Linked DNA regions of Cricetulus griseus: region 2 is linked to region 1. The links are chromatin contacts, called in public Hi-C maps. All regions are on one chromosome and are shown on one strand. The core of a region is the stretch at or near the end of the contact, and the rest is flanking DNA. Distances in the headings are between cores, read along the strand shown. Region 1 holds the start of Ccdc190 (coiled-coil domain-containing protein 190). Region 2 holds the start of Nuf2 (kinetochore protein Nuf2).

Region 1 (4,644 bases), core at 208-2,707:
CTCTACTCTAGAGTCTAAATCAAGCTGACTTAAAATAGTCTCTTAAATTGAGCTGCTTTGCTTCTGACCACATCCCCTTTTTTTATCATTTTTTATTTGAATTAGAAACAAGATTGTTTTACGTGACAATCCCAGTTCCCTTCTCCCTCCCATCCTCCCCTACCACCGCCCCCAAATAAAACCCTACCTATCACATAGCCTTTCTTCTGTTCTTCACCTGACTCAACCTTTCTGCTCCCTCATGTCCTCTGCATCCTTCCTCTTCTCCCTTCTCATTCTCATAGCTCCCTCCCCCTCTTCCCATGCTCACAATTTGCTCAGGGGATCATGACCCTTTCCCCTTCTCTAGGGGACAATGTTTGTCTCTTTTAGGGTCCTCCTTGTTCACTAGTTTCTCTGGCAGTGTGGATTGTAGGCTGGTAATCCTTTACTCTATGTCTAAAATCCACAAATGAGTGAGTACATACCATGTTTGTCTATTTGTAATTGGGTTACCTCGCTCAGAATGGTTTCTTGTAGTTCCATCCATTTTCCTGCAAATTTCAAGATTCCATTGTTTTGTTTTCCACTGAGTAGTACTCCATCGTATAAATGTACCACATTTTCTCTATCCATTCTTTGGTAGAGGGGCATCTAGGCTGATTCCAGTTTCTGTCTATTACAAATAGTGCTGCTATGAACATAGTTGAACATATGTCCTTGTTGTATGAATGTGCTTCTTTTGGGTATATGCCTAAGGTGAATTGCTGGATCTTGAGGTAGACTGATTCCCATTTTCTTAAGAAGTCCCCATACTGATTTCCAAAGTGGCTGTACAAGTTGGCACTCCCACCAGCAGGGGAGAAGTGTTCCCCTTTCTCCACATCCTCTCCAGCATAAAGTGTCATTGGTGTTTTTGATTTTGACCATTCTGACAGGAGTAAGATGGTATCTCAGAGTTATTTTGATTTGCATTTCCCTGATGGCTAAGGATGTTGAACACTTTCTTATGTGTCTTTCAGCCATTTTAGATTCCTCTATTGAGAATTGTCTATTTAGTTCTGAACCGCACTTTTTAGTTGGATTGTTTGGTGTTTTGGAGACTAGCTTCTTGAGTTCTTGTATATTTTGGAGATCAGCCCTCTGTCAGACCACATCCCCTTCTTTAACATTGGTTCTTCCACCGAAGCCTTGGTGGAAGCAACTGATTGCTGTCCTGCACACATTCTGTACTGTAGCTCTGAGGGGAGAGACTCAAAGGAGCGAAAAGGTATGTCCCTTCATGGGAGTATTACAGGAGTTAAGGGGGTAGCAGTGTGGGTTTGGATGTTGTGACTTTATCTTCGTTTGGAGTTTAATAAAATTCGTTTTCATGCTAACTGGTGACCAATCACTAGAGGCCAGCATCTTGGCCTGGCTCTTTTAGGTTGTGGTACATGGAAGACACTTCCTTCACTGTTTCCAACCCATGAAGAGGATGGACAGACGCGTGGTGAGGGGACCACTGTGTAAGCAGTTCGACTTGGAAAGAAAGAATGCCAGGCAAGCCGAAGCTCGACTCAGCCTGAGGCTGCAAAGGCTGGAGGTCATCTGCCTCTATCATGTGAAATCGCTGGCCAGGGAGCAGAGACAGCTTCAGAAAGAACTACAGCGGCTGCAGCAAGGTGAGGCCATGTCCTAACAGGTCACCGCTTAGGTCCTAAGGACACTGCCCCAGCTTCCCGTAGTAAGGAACAATCTACCACATGACATGGACAGGGACACACACAGCCTAGACCTGACCAGGGGAAGTGATGTGTTTGCCTCGCACCAGGGATAACCAGCACAAGCGCCTCTGTCTCCCTCTGGACTTAAGCAGGCCTGACCCACCTGGTCCTCCAAACCCCATAGCTCCTCCTGCTACCTGGTCCTCCATCTTCTTGAGCTGACATCCTCCAGGCTTCCATCACTGCCTTGTTTCCAATTTGCTCTCCCCTCCCCCACCCCAGCCTTGTTTGATTCTTCACACTGCCCTCTCTTCCCACTGTCAGAGCTGATTTGGTTTGACTCCTTTATCGTGGCTGCCTTTCTCTTCGAGATCTAGCGGCCAGTTATTGAACTGCTAAGGTATAAGCCACTTTCCTCACCCATTTTATGAAAGGAAAGTTAGAAAGAAAATCAGAAAAGCTTTCTCTGGGATTTTGACCTCTGACAAGGATATACAATTGACAATGCGCATCTTGTGAAATTATCCAAGCTTTCAGTGAGAATTTGGCTCGAACTTAAGCACAAAGCCTTTCTTAGATGTGACAACTTTAATTACTCAGGTCAGCTTGCAAGGGCCTTTCAGAATGAAACCTCCCCTGCTGTCTTGTTGGAAATGGGTTCAGCTGTGAGGATCATAGAAACCAGGGCTCCTTGTTCTGTTTGTTTGTTCTTGTTCTTGTTGTATTTGTTAAATAATTAGGTTTCAACATTCCTTCAAAGTCATATGGAGTCAGTAAACTCAGCTTCTCAGGACATCCCTGAGTTGAAACACTGACCTGGCCATTCTTTCTAATTTTCAACTATTTTTAATTACGAAATGGTCTGAACTAAACTCTGTTTTGAACTCTGCTGTGTACAGTGAGCGGTTAAGCCAACTTGGAGTAAGAATGATGCTGGAAAGGCATTTTAGAAACCAGTTGGTGGGTTCTCAGGTTAATTCTCAGACAGGACAGCTGAGAGTAGGTGTCCATGCTGGGGGTGGGGGGAGATCCGTAAAGGCCTGCTCGGCCCAGCACTGCAGCTACCCCTGCTGCACAGAGAGCTGTCTCAGTCACAGGTGTGTGGAAAGGGTCAGGACCAAGAGACAGACAACTTCGGAGGCCAAGGTCTCCAGGTTCTGCATCTCACATGGAACAGTCAAGTCACAGAAAGGAGAAGGAACCATTGTATATCCTCTTGGTGCTCTCTAGGTGCTGTATTCGGCTACAGTTTCCAGTGATTTATTTAATGGAACCGTTACCACTGAGATGCAACTGTTTGCCCATTAGTGGATTGCTTCCCATACATATTGTCAGCCCTCCTCTTAGAGAGTAGTATGATCAGTACAAAAAATTAGGCTCAAAATTCAGCATTCTTTTCACTGATGCTAAGATGAGTTATTATGGGTCACGTGCTTTTGTTTGATTGATTGGATGGTGGTTTGGCTGGCTGGTTGACTGTTTTGGCTTTTCGGAGGTGTTGACGTTGTTGTTATCATTGCTTTATTTACATTTTGTTTTGAGATACAGTCTTACTACATAGCCCAAGCTGCCCTCAATCTCAAGCTCTTCCTGCTCCAATCTCCTGAATTCCAAGATTGCAAATCCGTGCCTCCTACCTGACTACAGGTCAGGCTACTCAGATACTGGGATGGACATTTGGACAAATAAGGTCTCTTCACTTTGAGATGCTTGTTTACACTGTCAGATAGTGAGCTTTTATAAGGCTGGTTTAAAAAAAATCTGTGCCTTATAAATCCCATAAAATTTCTAAATGCTAAAAATGGAGTTATTCACAAAGTAAGGAGAGGGCACTGGAAGCCTCCTGTCCCTGTTAAAAGGATCTTATGAGAATTTCCCCAAAAGCTGGTGTGTGAGCAGAACCTAGGAGAAGAGGGAAGTGGTGAGTAGGAAGAGAGGGATTGCAGAGAGCTGTGGAGCAGGAGATCATTGCTGGAAGACAGGAAGAGCCTGTGCAAAGGGATAGGAATGGGTGTGGTTTGCCAAAAACAGTTCCGTGCTGCTGAAGTGTGTGTGAGCTTGCAGAACTCACACTAACCAGACGTTGTCTCCAGGCAGAGCTTCACAAGGCTAGATCCCACCCTGCAGGGTGCAGGGCGATTCCATATTCACATTTTAGAGAGATTGCTCTGACTACAGTGCTTCTGAGAAAACAGAGCTTAAGACATAGCCAGAGTAGAGCTGCTAGAATTCCAAATGTAGGCCTCGATGTAAAACCTAAACTAGAACACTGGCAGGAGGAGAAAATGGGGAGACCAGCTTTTCTAGACATTTGGAGAGAAGAATTGTCAGGTTTCCATGACTAATTACATGTCCAAGCATAAAAGAAACGAGAGCATATTGCCAGACTTGAAGTAGACCAGCAAATGTACAGGCTGAGTTGGATAACCAGATGGACACGCCACCACACCATTGAATCAGATAACCAGGTGAAGACGCCACCACACCATTGAATCAGATAACCAGGTGGACACAGCACCACACCATTGAATCAGATAACCAGGTGGACACAGCACCACACCATTGAATCAGATAACCAGATGGACACAGCACCACACCATTGAATCAGATAACCAGGTGGACACGCCACCACACCATTGAATCAGATAACCAGGTGGACACAGCACCACACCATTGAATCAGATAACCAGGTGGACACAGCACCACACCATTGAATCAGATAACCAGGTGGACACGCCACCACACCATTGAATCAGATAACCAGGTGGACACAGCACCACACCATTGAATCAGATAACCAGGTGGACACACCACCACACCATTGAATCAGATAACCAGGTGGACACACCACCACACCACTGAGGAAAACAGAGGAAAATTAAGCCACCCTGTTGTCTCAACTGCAGAAGAGGAGCCTCCTAGAAAAGTAGCTGCTCAATCCTTTAATTTATTGGAAATG
Region 2 (4,327 bases), core at 1,259-3,758, 390 kb before region 1:
AAAGAAAGAAAGAAAGAAAAAAATGTAGCTTCTAGGGTTAACTCAGGTCCTGCCTTTCCTAATCGAGCTATTTCCCCAGATAGTATCTTCGTAAAACATAACAAATGAACTCAACATCCCAGACCTAGTCCGTCTAGGGCAGAGGATTAATTCAGCAAGGAAATACCTCTACTTATTGTGGGTAACTGTAGTACCATTTGTGTAAAATAAAATACATTTACGACCCAGTGAAAGAAACTCTAAGAGCTTCAACATGGCCCACTTACATTAGCCTGGGTGTCTGAGACCCCACACACACTTCTTACATCATTATTTGAACTTTTAAGACATTTTCTACTACTGAATTTCATAAGTACAAACTTTTGTTTCAGAGACAGGATCATCTCAAATCTGGGTTGGACCCTTCACACATTAGCCATCTATCTCAGTATAAATGACAAGTGTATGGGAAAGGAAACTATCTTACCCGGAGTATGGTTGTTTGGTGTATTTCAAGAAACTACAGACCTCTACAGACTCAGAAAGGTTCAGCCAGGTCGTTCTGTAAAAAGATGTTTATAGAGGGTTCTCCACAGGACAGTTCCCTCCCTGCAGAGGAAAAGATCTCTGCACAAGAAAAGAGTGTATTTCTGATTCCTGCCCAGGTACAGATCACTACAGGTGACAATGACATGAGAGACTTCATCAGCAGAACAAGATAGCTTTCATTTGCTGTGTATCTCCTCTGGCCACAATTCCAAACCCTCAGTCACTTCCTTTCCCTACAGAGAAGCCTAAGCCTTTACCCTCTGACTAATGTCTTTATGATCAGCCAGTCTAGACCTTCTTTGCATTTAGGCATATACCAGATTCTGGGCTTTTTCTTTCAATATTCTGAAGTCAGTTATTTCGTAGATTAAAATGATGAAGCTTTCAGAGGGAAGAAAAGGTAAATAAGCATTCAATATTTTTCATCTAAGTCTCAGCTTTTGAAACTGCTCATAAAAACATTACAAAGAGGATACTTGCTAAAGCAAGCTGCACCTAGATTAGAGATTTTACCAACAGAGTAGGTATAAAATATCTTCATGACTCTTAATCTCACACTACCCTCTGCCAATGTTTCACTGCTGTGTGGTTAATCCTTATAAAACATCAAATCCTTACAAATGTACAGTTGGCTTGCCTACCACACAGATTTCAATCTTTTTCACTTTAGTTTCTCAAATCTATAATAATCTAGTGCTCTTTCTGGTCCAAGTTAATCCCTTCAAGACTTCTCCTAAACTTCCAATGTCTCATTACAACTGCTTGGGAATTTCTGAGGATCAGTTTCCCAAGTTAAAATTACCAAGAGGCTTACACCTGCAATTAGTGGGTATAATGGCTTCTTCTCATCCAAATTCTCAGTCTTTTGTAGTGCAATTTCAGTTCCAACGTGTGTGTGTGTGTGTGTGTGTGTGTGTGTGTGTGTGTGTGTGTGTGTGCGTTTACAGACAGTGAAAGAGGCCTTTAGTTTGAGCTCTTAGCTCAGACTAAAGTACTTTATAGTTACAAGGACTCTCTGACATGTTTGCTAATGACTCCTGTTTCTCTTTTATTTGTAACACTACAATGCTAAGCACAGCATGTCCTGGCATAACAGTTAAATTTTATACATGTGGTTTTGCAATGCAAAATTAAGCAAGCAAGCAATTCCCAATTTTAAAGAATTAAATAAAATAGTTCCTCAAAATCTTGATGAGGGCAGGGCAGTGGTGGCACACGCCTTTAATCCTAGCACTCCAGAGGCAGAGGCAGGAGGATCTCTGTGAGTTCGAAGCCAGACTGGTCTACAAAGCTAGTTCCAAGGCAGCCAGGACTGTTACACAGAGAAACCCTGTCTTGAAAATCAAAAGAAAGAGGAGGAGAAGGAGGAGGAGGAGGAGGAGGAGGAGGAGGAGGAGGAGGAGGAGGAGGAGGAGGAGAAAAAAATCATGAGAAGGGTCATGTGTTGTACAGGAGTAGAGCCATATACGCTCAGGTCCCTGATTTTTTAATTAAATACAACATTTTCGCCTTTTGATTCGTGGTTCTGGGTGTAATAAAGAGATGGTGGAACAACGGAGATACGTAGAAAACTGACAAGCATTCACAAGGAAACATATCCCACTGACACCACCCTTGTGGCTCACACCTGTAATTTTAGCACTTGGGAGCTGGAAGTAATAGGATTAGGAATTCAAGACTAGCTTCGGGTACTTACTGGGTTCTAGGCCAACTTGGATTCTTTAGACCCTGCTTCAAATCAAAACACATAAGCTTAAGTCAGCGAACCCAGGCGCCCCAACCCTAGGCCTCCTCCCCGCCCTCCGGCGCCCGCTCGCACTCACCTGCGGTCCCAGAAGCTCCGGGAAGAGCAGATAGTAGCCAAGCAATCAACCAAAAAACACCAACCGCTGTCACTTTTCAAATCAGCCGCCTTCTCATGCGGAACCCGCCCTTTTCCGCAGAGTGCTCTTCCGGCGCGACGGGTGCCGGAAGGGCTCAATAGACCCACGATGGGTGGGGCTTGATGTGCATTGCAACAAGCCTGGCCCCAGGCGGGCGGAACCATTATTCCGAGCCTCGGCTTCTATTCGGAACTGCAAATCCACTGGACAGGAGAGCGCAGCTGCTAGGGGGCGGAGTTCCGGGAGGTGTTTACTAGGTTGTCGGTGACTTTCTCCGGAGCTGTGTCGCCGGCGTCCGAGTTAGCGAGCAGAAGGTTTGCTGGTCCCATCCATTAGGCTCAGAGAGTGACAGTGGATAAAGGGTTCTCCACTGAATCAAAAGCATTGTAGAGAATCCTGGCGTAATAATGACAGTGTCGCTGTCTGATGAGCATTGATGAGGTCAGGTTCTGCCGTGGATATTTGTACACTTCATTTCACTTAAAGTTCATGAACGCTTGGGACGGGAACGCGAGCGGATGGCTAGACATTGTTAATTTGCCTTAGAAAGAATGCCCTGCGTTAAAGAGATTGCGCGAGTGACCCAAAGCCGCCCGTAGCATTTCAAAAGTAGTCTAGCCAGAATCTGGGTAAAGAGGACCTAAGTCCCCTGTAAGCAAGACTTGGAGAGATGGGAGGTACCTAATAGTTCATTTGATCAGGGCCTCTCTCACATTCAAGAATGCTGCTCTGAGAGAAGTAATTTGGAATGATCTGGAGTAAAACTAAATCTCTGAATCTTAGTCTCTTCCTGTCTCCTAAAATCCCTCCCCTGGAGCCAGGCACCACAAGTGCTTTCTACAGATTAAGGTAAATAGTCCTGTCTGCTCCATACAGTATCATTAAGATTCGGGGAATTAGTTCATATAGTGTGCTAAATAAAGTGACTGGCAAAATTGTGAATCCCCAATAAGTATTATCTATATTTTGATTTATTTGTAAATGGTTTGTAGTTTTTTTTTTAAATCACAACTAGTAAGTGCTAAAAAACAAAAACAAAAACCAAAACTAAAACGTTGAGCGTCCAAACAAGTGAATTACATGAAGACCAAGAGTATAGAGACTATATGGTCTTTCTCTGAAGAAAAGTTGAGATGAATGTGTAATCAAAGCTATTTGAGGTGTGGTTTTTGCTATAAATTTAACAGCTAGAAGTGTGTTAGAATTTGAATTGTTTATAAAATAAACTAATAGTTTATTCAAATTTCTTAATTACAAGGATAAAACTGATTTTCTTCAAAAGTTAGTGCGAGCGCGCACTAATGACTGTGTGCAGGCACGTGTACATGTGCATATGTAGGGCAGAAGTAAACCTTGAGTGACATCCTTGGAAACAACACCTACTTTCTTGGAGATGGCTTCTCTAATTGGCCTGTTGCTCACCCATCAGACTAAACTGAGCCACCAGTGAGTTCTAGGGATGCCTTCCTCCTCCTCCTCCCCATTGGTGGGATTATAAGTGCATACCACCATGACTCAGTGCTGGGGAACTAGTGCAGGCCTCATGCTTGTGAAGCAAGCCCTATTCACTTTACTATCTGTAGACCAAAGTTGTCTTTTTGAGGCAAAAGATGGAACAGCAGGAATTCTCATAATACCTTTCTAGGGTTCAGTTTTCACCATAGAGATACTAACTATGGTGAAGAGTTAAATTCCAGCACCGAGGTGACTCTCAGAAAATGTTGGAATTGCATCTCGATAAACACATTATAAATAGAAAGGATTCGGTATAACATACCAAGCATCATAATCTGGGAGCCCACCATCCACACAACATCAGTTGTTGTCCATTTGATCATATGGATGATCAGGAGCAGTGGCTTGCTGTCACACCCCAGCACTGAGAGAAAATATTCTCATGCTTATTGGTGCCCTTT

What was found. A called contact is a pair of places that touch in the nucleus more often than the background predicts.
Region 2: a Hi-C map of liver shows a contact between it and region 1, with 3 times the contacts expected there. The contact joins the promoter of Nuf2 here to the promoter of Ccdc190 in region 1. A contact is called at or near these places in 3 of 8 Hi-C or Micro-C datasets (the CHL-YN cell line, the CHO-K1 cell line and liver).

What each region holds. Positions count from the first base shown.
Region 1 is chr5:22,849,976-22,854,619 of CriGri-PICRH-1.0, reverse strand. Ccdc190 (coiled-coil domain-containing protein 190) reads left to right here and starts at 1,457. Exons shown (of 3, transcript XM_035445666.1): 1 at 1,457-1,643. The coding sequence starts at 1,457.
Region 2 is chr5:23,237,321-23,241,647 of CriGri-PICRH-1.0, reverse strand. It overlaps Nuf2 (kinetochore protein Nuf2), which reads right to left and starts at 2,508. Exons shown (of 14, transcript XM_027417088.2): 1 at 2,352-2,508.